Linked DNA regions of Zea mays: region 2 is linked to region 1. Evidence: chromatin contacts called from public Hi-C data. All regions are on one chromosome and are shown on one strand. The core of a region is the stretch at or near the end of the contact, and the rest is flanking DNA. Distances in the headings are between cores, read along the strand shown.

Region 1 (5,101 bases), core at 993-3,492:
GGTGCAATGCAATGCAGGACTTATCTTCTACTCACACATCCCAAAAGAAGGAAGTGAAGGCTGCATTCAAGTTACTTCTCAACGTGTGTTGTTATACCGATACTTATCGCATGAATTCGGCTTTGGCTACAGTTTATCCATATGCATTATTATCAACATGAGAATGCAAATGCAAGACTGCAATGCATCAATTTCATATAATTCATAACTTTGAAAGCAATTCCGCAAGTAGGAAAAATCATGCTTCAACATATAACTAAATTTAGATCACGTGGCTTGTGTGAGGCACATGGCGAAGAGTTACATGGCGATGACATTGTGGATGTCGAGCTCGACACGCTTCGTGCGCTGATACTGGACGGGGTTAGTGGAGAGTTACATGGCGCTGAAGTTATCACAATAGACAATGGTGCTCCGCATTAGCGGACTGTGCAACTCCTATAGAAATTGGCGAAGCCACGTCGCCTCACCGACGTCGTTAGCCACAACACAATACTCGGCCTCGGCGCTGGATCGGGAGATGACTGTCTGCCGCTTCGAAGACCAGGAAACATGACTATCGCCAAGGAACATGGTGAAGCCGGATGTGGATCGATGTGTGTCGGGACAACCGACCTAGTCAGCGTCGGTGTAGACGACGAGGTCGGTGGTCGCAGATCGTCGAAGAAGAAAGCTGAGGTCGGAGGTGCCCTGGACGTACCGCAGGATCCACTTCATAGAGGTGAGATGTGGCTCCCGCGGGGCATGCAAATGGAGGCACACCTGCTGAACGGCATAGGCGATGTTGTGGCGGGTGAAGACGAGGTAATGCAAGGCCCTAGCAAGACTCAGATAGCTGGTCGGATCAGCCACCAGAGGGCTGTCGACAGAGGAGACCTTGCCCTGAGTGTCCACCAGAGTCATGTAGGGCTTATAATCAGCCATGCCAGCACGCTCGAGGATGTCGATGATGTACTAGCGCTGGTGGAGGAACATACCCTAGGGCTGGTGCTCGATGGTGAACACCGGAAAGTGGTGCAGCCCACCAGGTCCTTCATTGTGAACTCCCGCTGGACGGAGAAGATGATGTGCCGCAGGAGGTCAGGGCAGGAGCCTGTGAGGACGATGTCGTCGACATAGAGGAGAAGGCGAAGGAAACAGCTGTGAGGACGATGTCGTCGACATAGAGGAGAAGGCGAAGGAAACAGTGATGCCTAAGAGGGGGGGTGGGGTGAATTAGGACTTCTAAAAACTTACTCTAAGCTAGGCCACAATTAAATCCCTAGAGCAAACCCTGTACAAATAAATAATAAAAAATGTGCAAACTAGATTTTGTCTAAGTATTGCTATCTCTACCGTAAAGCCTAAGTTTCAATCCTAAATAATCTAATTAGAATGGCTAGATTGAAACTTAAATCTCTACAAACTATTAAGACGATAGTGTAGACCGTCGCGATGCCCCCGCCTCCTCTCCGCGCTCGCACCCGCCCTGTTCCCCTCGCCCGCACAAACCACCCCATCTGTCCCATCCGCGAGCCGCGCACGGGTCATCTGCATGCCGCATCCGCCCCATCCTCTCGCCGTCTATCCCCTCCGCATGACCGCTGCCCCAGTCCATCCCCTCCTCGTCCAGCATCCGCTCCCTCTGCAGTCCCCCCTCCCTCCCACACGACCATGGCGTCCTGGTTGGTGCCCTTCCGGTCCTGCTGCGTGTGGAGGCTCGCCACCGCGCTAGCGCCTTTGCCGCACAACCTCTCGAGGACCCACGCGAGCTCATCCTCCGTCATCTCCCCCGCTCCTCCGGGCAGCTTCTTCCCACCTCCGCCGGCCGCGCCCTCCTGGCTCCCGTGGTGCCTCTTTCGCCACGCCGCTGGGCCATCGCCGGTGGCGGGGGCCTCGGAGGAGAGGCAGGAGCCCATGATGGCCAACGAGAGGGAAGCGACACGGTGGGGCACATGGTGGAGGTGGCGGTGGTAGCTGCCTGCCTGCCTGTCTGCAAACTGTTCTGATGATGCTCGAGATTTGTAGGTCTTGTGGAGTCATTTGTATCGTATGGTCTTGTTGCTTGGAGGTCCGTGCTTAAAAAATGGCATTTTGGTTTTTAATTAGGGTTTCAACTCATGTCTCTTGCTTCATGTGATGGGAAATGCTTGTTGTGCCATATGATGCAACCTTTCAGGATAAGATAATGTTGCTTAGACATAATTGAGAGCCTGTTGTTAACGTCGCACTGAAATATCAAACATCTCTTCTGTTTGCTAACAGATTGTGTGTCCTTACCGGTCTGTTCAGTTGAATAAGAGAATTTATATGGTCTTCATTTATGGATAAAGGCAATGGGGGCATCTGACCCATGATACCAGGCGTTTCGCTCATTCTGAAACAGAGTACACAAGAATAGACGTTAACATCAGTAGTGCCAGGTCTCAACTCAATGTTGTAATCAATTGCAGAAGGTTTCGAAACTCAATGTCGTACCTGCTTAAAATTGTTTTGATGTTGTTACTCGTGCGGAGAAAAGGATTTGTGTTCTCCACTGTCTACAAGAAAATCAGGCATGAAAACAATTATGATCAATTGGATTACTAAACTTATCATGTTTTTTTCTTCTAAAATACATGGAAGCTACTTTAGTCCATCAAACCAAAAAGAGCGACATGTTCCAACCAGTGATATAATAATCGACACATTTATTTCACATGATATCATCAGATATGAATGTTCTTGATGCAACAAATATCAAAACTAAACATCCAAAGGATAAGATTAAATCACGGTCCCCTGAAATGTTAAATGAAACTCAAAGTGGTGGACTTCGATGTGTTCATGGTTGTACACAGGTAGTGCAAAACGAAGCCAAAAGCACCTTTACAGCTTATATTACATGTCATCTAAGGCATCTACTCTTTGTTGATTAATTCTACAAATTTTCCATTTAGTTTCAATGTTTCATCCTGGATTCAACTAATAACAACTATAGCGGTAAGAGTATAATCTCCATTTCTGGTGGAATCATGAACAAAATAGTGATGTATTTTTAATAGATGGTAATTGTATGACTAACAACCATAATTAAATATGAATAAATTACAGTTACCATGTACCTTGTGGCTGACACTCAAGAGTATGAAAAGGGCAAGTGTAGACCATACATATGACATGTATAAATAAAAGCAGACCTTGAATGTTTCATTATTTGCAGAAATCTGGTTAAGCAACTGGTTATTTTCCTCCAGGAGACGCTGGGTTGCACTGTCGACAACATGAGCTGCTTCAGAATGCATCCACATGAGTATTATTAGAAGTAAGATCACCATCAGATATATGTATGTAGGTCCACAACAATGAGTTTTCTTTTACATTACTCATCATACTTTCACAGAATTAATAAATAGAAATGGACTTCGATGGAAGAAACCAGACCAACAATGTATAGAAAGATGCAGTTACAAAAGGAAAGTCCACTTTTTAATTTTCCATAAAGATAGATGAATCTTTATGAAAAATAAAAAAATACCTACATGCTATAAATATGCATTGCATCATTAATAAATCCCAAAATTTCTTACTGTGCCAACTTACTTGAATATTACACAGGAGGAAAAAATTGAATTTTACAAGGTTAAATAATTCGTATGTCGTAGCAATGCGCGGGCACGAGAATTTATGCATATGTTTTTTGCATTGAAAATATATTTTCTTCAAGTTTGCGATCGTGCTACATTTTTCTGCTTTTACTTCGACTATATATTAATGTGCCACCAAAAATATTGTGTTTCATCAACTTATGATGGAGTTCGCTCAATTTTTTCTTGAATATATTTTTTGTAGAACAAAATTGAATTTTACAAGGTGGAATACTGATTGGGAAAAGGTAGAATACTGATTGGGAAAGCGCTACTCCCTTGTATGAACTAGCTGGTCAATGATTTTGTTTTCCATCATTTTTGTTTGCTTGACATCAGTTTGTTCATTAGGGAGCATATATGTGGAATGATGATTAATGTTTCTGTATATTAATGTATTTTATCATAACATGTTGGCACAGTAACAACGTACGGGCATACACCTAGTACTTAATATAAATGCGGAAGGTAAAGAGCAAGGTAGAGATGCAAACTCTCGTGGATGACGCCGATATTTTTACCGAGGCATCCGGAACCACTCAAGGTTCTGACTAATCCTCATTGGTGCCCCTACGCAAAGGGAAGCTCACGCGAGGGCCCAACACCTCGGTCAAGTAACTCCGTAGAGAGCGTGGGCCTTCTCCACACGCAACTGATGCTCCGCTTCCGGCTCCTCTCGGACGCTCCCCGCCGTCTCCACTATCGAGCTTCCAGTCAAAACGCCATGGGCCTCGTTCCCTCCGGTACACGGTGGCGGTCATGACACAAACTCGGTTGTCACGGTCTCGCAAGACTCTCGCCCCACGTGATACAATTACAACGGCTCACGCAAGAGCCGATGGGTTGTGTGGTTTTTCTAAACTCACTCAACTAACTAGGATTCACCTAGAGCAAGCGCTAATGCGGTCTAACTAACCTAAGCACTTTACAAAGCACCTACACTAATCACCGAGTGATTCTATTAAGAACTTGGGTGTTTGAGCACTTGAAAATGTCTACAATATGCCTTGGTATGTTGCTTGGGGCTCCCACACCTTCAAATGACTAGTTGGGGGGTATTTATAGCCTTCCCCCTCAATTATAGCCATTGGACAGAAGCAGCAGCTTTCTGTCGACGGGCGCACCGGACAGTCTGGTGCACACCGGACAAGCATTGTTCACTGTCCGGTTCCCTGGCCACGTCAGCCGACAGTTGGGGTTTGTAGCAGTCGACGTTGGATCCTACCGTTACCCAGACTGTTCGGTGCACACCGGACAGTCCGGTGCTACAGCCTGAGAGCGCCTGGTTGCGGGCCCCTCTGCGTAGTCTGTCTGGTGCGCACCGGACAAGTTTTTCACTGTCCGGTGCACCACAAGTACGCTGGCTGACTGCCCTCTTCATGGATTTCTTAGCTGTTTCTTTGGGCTTCTCTTGATCTTGAGTCTTGGACTTCTATGCATCTTTTATGTCTTCTTTTGAGGTGTTGCATCCTCAGTGCCTTAGTCCAATCCTTTTC
Region 2 (5,101 bases), core at 1,448-3,947, 270 kb before region 1:
CTATGCAATCTAATAGACAATAATAGAACTAGTAATGAATTCAAAGTTAATTGATGAAAGGGGGAAAAAGAAAAGAAGAAAACCGGTCATTCAACTGATTGAGAAAAGAAAAAGTGCATTGTTGGGATGCAAATTATGAACTTGCTACAAGTGATCAGAACTCAATGAATAATGCAATATTACCTTGCCAGTACTATTCGTGTCTCAGACATTAGTTGGTCTAGCTTTCTGAAATCGTTTAGGAGTGATGAATCATCAAAGCCACTACTGGACACAGCCATCAACTGTGCATAAACAGGGGGATTCTCAGGTACAAGATAATTTATCCATGAGTTATCTTCAGAAAGGCCCATGAACATGTCCAATATTTGTAATACTGTCTGCAATACTTGGTCCATGTTCATACGGTCTTTCAGTTGCTTCCTGCAAAAAAATCACATGCCAGTACTCAGTATCATTAAAGGGTAATACACAACCAGAAAGGCAGGAACAAATTTCCTGATGGTACTAAGGTAACCAGATGGTTACTTCAGGGAGCCAGCCAAAGCGGACATATGAATCGTAAACTGTTTAAGGAACAAATTGAATATGATGGAACAATTTAAACTAAGAAACAAGACAGCTGAAAAACTACTGGTAACCAGCTCGTTGACAGGCACTTAATGGTAGAATGTTCACAGTTGGATTACCAAGAAAAAGAGGAAATGATACATTGTGTACAAAACAAACAAATTTATGCTGAATACAGAAGTGTGGATCCTCTTCATGCCTCAGTTCACACAAATTTCAGCATGTAACACAAACAAGCATTTTGCTAGAAAAATATATGCATATTCCATGAAAATAAAAATGTGCATTGGGAGAAGAGAAAGGTGCATTGGGAAGTGAGAATGTCAAGTATTTTGGGACAAAATTGAAATCCTATATGTTCAAGTATTTTGGGACAGAGGGAGTATCATATGGATAGGAGAAGGTATATTTACTCTTTAAGGACTTCAGTTGCTGCACGTTGCATTTGCGTTAGGAATCCAGTGATTTTGTCAGTGACAAGATAATCAGCCATTGCAAGAAAGCTCCTGTGTCCATTTTCACTAAAGGTGTCAGATTCTGCCTACAAAAGAAGTGAGACATTCCCATGTCAGGAAGCAGCTTGAACCCAAAACAAGTCGGTGTTCTAACATAATTTCAATTATCTAACCATCTAGAGTGCTTGAAAGCCACCCATACGAAAGTACTTGAGCATAGAATGTGGAGGCTGGAGCATAGATGTACCTGTAACTGTGGACCATTTGTACCTTGGGCAAAATCTAAGTAGAGATGCCTGCCTAATATGGTGACCTGAACTCTAACATACAAGCTAAGCAATGTCATTGCCCACATTGAAGAAACTATCTTTGCGAAACCTAAGAAATCAGAGAAAAGCCACAAAAAACAATAACAACGTTAGAAATGCATATTTATGACTAGACAATGAATAGACCCAGCAAGTCATGCATAGCGTATATATATATAAGATAAGAAGTACCATACTCTTAATTTTAATCTCCTCCCAGGTTTCGTACTTCTCCTTTGGTGTCAGTGCACTTGAGTCTACCTTTGCTTGCCGTAGTTTGTCAGTCAATTTTGAAATATCCAGTTGGCTTGTTATCTTATCACTGAGATGATGCATAGCCAAAGGCAATGTGGTAGTGTCGCAAATCCTCTTCACCTTCTCAAAGTGTGCCTGGAGCCTACAACAAAATGGAAGCATGCAAGCTTTACTAAATTTAGCACTTGCTTATTCTGAAACAGGTACAGTTTCCACGATTAATACCAGTACAACAGAACAAATAAGAAGAGGAGTCGATGTTTCTCAAGCAAATATTTGCCCTGTAATGGTGCCAGCTATGACCACTGAAATCCAGGAGCAACATGTACAACACGAATGATCCAGATAAGGTAGGTCGAGAATCTCTCCTAGCTGGTTTACCATAATAATAAAGGATGCAACCATATTAGCTTTATATATACTAATAAAACAACAGCGAAGTTAGCATCGTTCTGGTCCAATTTAGCTGCAAACTGAATAAACGATGAACCCAATCGAGCGCAGCTGAGACACTAGACAGATCGACGTGCAGCCTGAGCTTTGTGAATTGGGGGCGAATCCCCCCCCCCCCCCCCCCCCCCCCCCCCCCGGGATAGAGTAGAACAATGGAGAACAGGAGCACGCAGCACCAAGGCAATGCAAGGAGTAGCGGTAGAGAGAAACCCAAGTAATCCAGCCTCGGGTGGAGGAGGAGGAGGGGGGCGCTAAATTCGTACTGGTTCTTAACGAAGTCGTCGGCGGCCTGCTCCTCCATGGCGCGCAGCTGCTCGACCCGCACGACCTGGGCGCGTCGCGCGTCGTAGAAGTGGTAGGCGGCGTATCCCACTCCGGCGACGCCCAGGGAGACGAGGATCTTCCGGCGGTGCCGCGCCCAGAACCCCCTGCACGCACGCCACGCATAAGGGGACGCCGTCAGCCAATCCGCCGAACGCCTTGCTGGTACGCCGCGGGCGAGCAATCATTCACCTTGCCGAAGCCAGCATGGAGGCGGGGATTGAGATCGCGCGGGCGAATCCGGCGACGGCAAGGCGGGGCTGGTCTGCCTGGCCTGCGGTGCTCGGGATCAAGAAGGCATGGAGGAGGGGCGTTGAGAGTCGAGACTAGTCTGCTTGTACAATTGCGGTGTAGACTTCTATACTATACTCCTGTTAGATTTATCTATACTACTCTGTTAAAAACTAATATGGGCACCTACTGCCACTACTTCATCCCCACACTCAACATAGTCAAAAAAAAAATAGTGTAAAGCAATCACTCAAGCCCATACTCTTTAGTCTATAAATTTGAGGCTAACCACCAGAATACATATCTTACTGTTTAGAAATAAACAATAATTATATTTGTAGTCTAGGCGTCGTGTATATATATATATATATATATATATATATATATATATATATATATATATATATATATATATATATATATATATATATATATATATATATATATATATATATATATATATATATATATATATATATATATATATATATATATATATATATATATATATATATATATATATACTGTATTTATATATTATACCTGGGTGCATTCAATATAGAGAATGCACCCAGGCCAAACCTATGTGCCAGGTCCGAGCCAACCGTCCCACCCAGGCCGGTTTCGTCCCTCTCGCACGCTCCGGACAGAACCTTTTCATTTTCCCGCCCCCGCCCCTCTTTCTCCGTGAACGGCTCCTCCGCGAACGGCTCAACCTCTTCACATAAGTTGCAATCACACCAGACTTACAGTTGCAATTATGCCAGACAGCAGTTGCAATCATTGTTTTGTTTAACAGATTTTTGGACATAGTTATATAGAAGTTGCAATCACACCAGACTAGCAGTTGCAATTACACCAGACACAGTTGCAATCATTATTTTGTTTAACAGATTTTTGGACATAGTTATATAGGAGTTGCAATCACACCAGACCAGCAGTTGCAATTACACCAGACAGCAGTTGCAATCATTGTTTGTTTAACAGATTTTTGGACATAGTTATATAGAAGTTGCAATCACACCAGATCAGAAGTTGCAATTACACCAGACAGCGGTTGCAATTATTGTTTGTTTAACATATTTTTGGACATAGTTATATAGAAGTTGCAATCACAACAGACCCACAGTTGTAATTACACCAGACCAGTAGTTGCAATCTTGTTTGTTTAACAGATTTTTGGACATAGTTATATAGAAGTTGCAATCACACCAGACAAGCAGTTGCAATTACACCAGACCAGCAGTTGCAATCATATTTTTTAACAAAATTTCTCAGAGTTATTCAGTACTTGCAATCACATAAGAGCAACTCAGCAGTTGCATCCACACTACACCAGCAGTTGCAATTACAACACACCATCGGTTGCAATCATTTTGTTTACATTTTTTAACAGATATTTGAGTAAAATTATACAACAGTTGCAATCACACATAATGCGGGCTTGCAATCCCACCTAATGCGGGGGACAGGGAGGCACGCAGACAGAGAGGCACGCGGCGGCGCGGGGACAGGGAGGCGCGCGGCGGCGCGAGGACAGGGAGGCGCTCGACGGCGGTGGGATCTAGGTTTAGAGGATCGGAGGAAGAAGGAGGAGACGGCGGCGGCGCGGGGATAGGGATGCGCGCGGCGGCGGCGGGGGTGGGGAGGCGCGCGAAACATGACTTACGCCTGGGTGCATTCAATATAGAGAATGCACCCAGGTGCATTTTAGCAGCGCCGTATATATATATATATATATATATATATATATATATATATATATATATATATATAGGGACGAACTAATGGAAGCCCAGGGCTTCCATTAGTATCGGGACGCCCCAGCCAATTAGACGGAATCGGTCAGAGCGCAGGTTTGTTCGGCGGTTTATGGTCTGGTCGAACCACAGCGTAAATCATAAGACAAGAGATCGTAAACCCTTGTGTATTTTAGCGTAAAATGATATACGCGATAAAATCGCGAACGATAACCGAAGCCTCCCGAAAATATCGCACAGCATGCACGTAAGCAGAAACGCGAGGCATAAATATGTACATACAATTGCGTAACTGGTTGCATATACTTCAGTAAATATAAATCTGTTTCAACAAACCGCGATAAATTCTCTCGAGTTGTTATCACCAGTCCGACAATATCTCCTGGCATGCAGGAACAAACTTTATAGTACGTAATTGACCGAACTAAATAGCGTAAACAGTGTACACGAGATTGGTTAGCTCAGGGCATATAAAAAGGAACGTGGCGGCTGATTGTATTGCATTGTTTACAATGGATGACGACAGAGAAGAAGAAGCAGGCGATGATAATTCCGCGTCATTGCACAGAGCTGCACCAGGTACATTTGCAATTGAATTATTACTTCAATTCATAAAATAATTAGACAAATATGATGGCCGGCTTGCAGACACATGCAGTGGTCTACCAGCAGCGCCCACATCAAGAATTATATCTCCAAACTGTGGTGCGAGTCCACGGATAAATATAGTAACACCACCTGCAGAATT

Evidence for each region. A called contact is a pair of places that touch in the nucleus more often than the background predicts.
Region 2: a contact with region 1 is called in a Hi-C map of leaf, with 5 times the contacts expected there. The contact joins the promoter of LOC100273992 here to the promoter of LOC100383948 in region 1. A contact is called at or near these places in 2 of 25 Hi-C or Micro-C datasets (ear and leaf) and 1 of 3 datasets of contacts at active chromatin or transcription factors (leaf).

Annotation. Positions count from the first base shown.
Region 1 is chr2:179,190,396-179,195,496 of Zm-B73-REFERENCE-NAM-5.0, reverse strand. It overlaps LOC100383948, which reads right to left and starts at 2,242. Exons shown (of 1, transcript NM_001176565.1): 1 at 1,481-2,242. The coding sequence starts at 1,898. The coding sequence ends at 1,527.
Region 2 is chr2:179,457,594-179,462,694 of Zm-B73-REFERENCE-NAM-5.0, reverse strand. It overlaps LOC100273992 (lysine and histidine specific transporter), which reads right to left and starts at 2,697. Exons shown (of 7, transcript NM_001148378.3): 1 at 2,555-2,697; 2 at 2,305-2,469; 3 at 1,531-1,730; 4 at 1,273-1,403; 5 at 984-1,111; 6 at 184-423. The coding sequence starts at 2,571.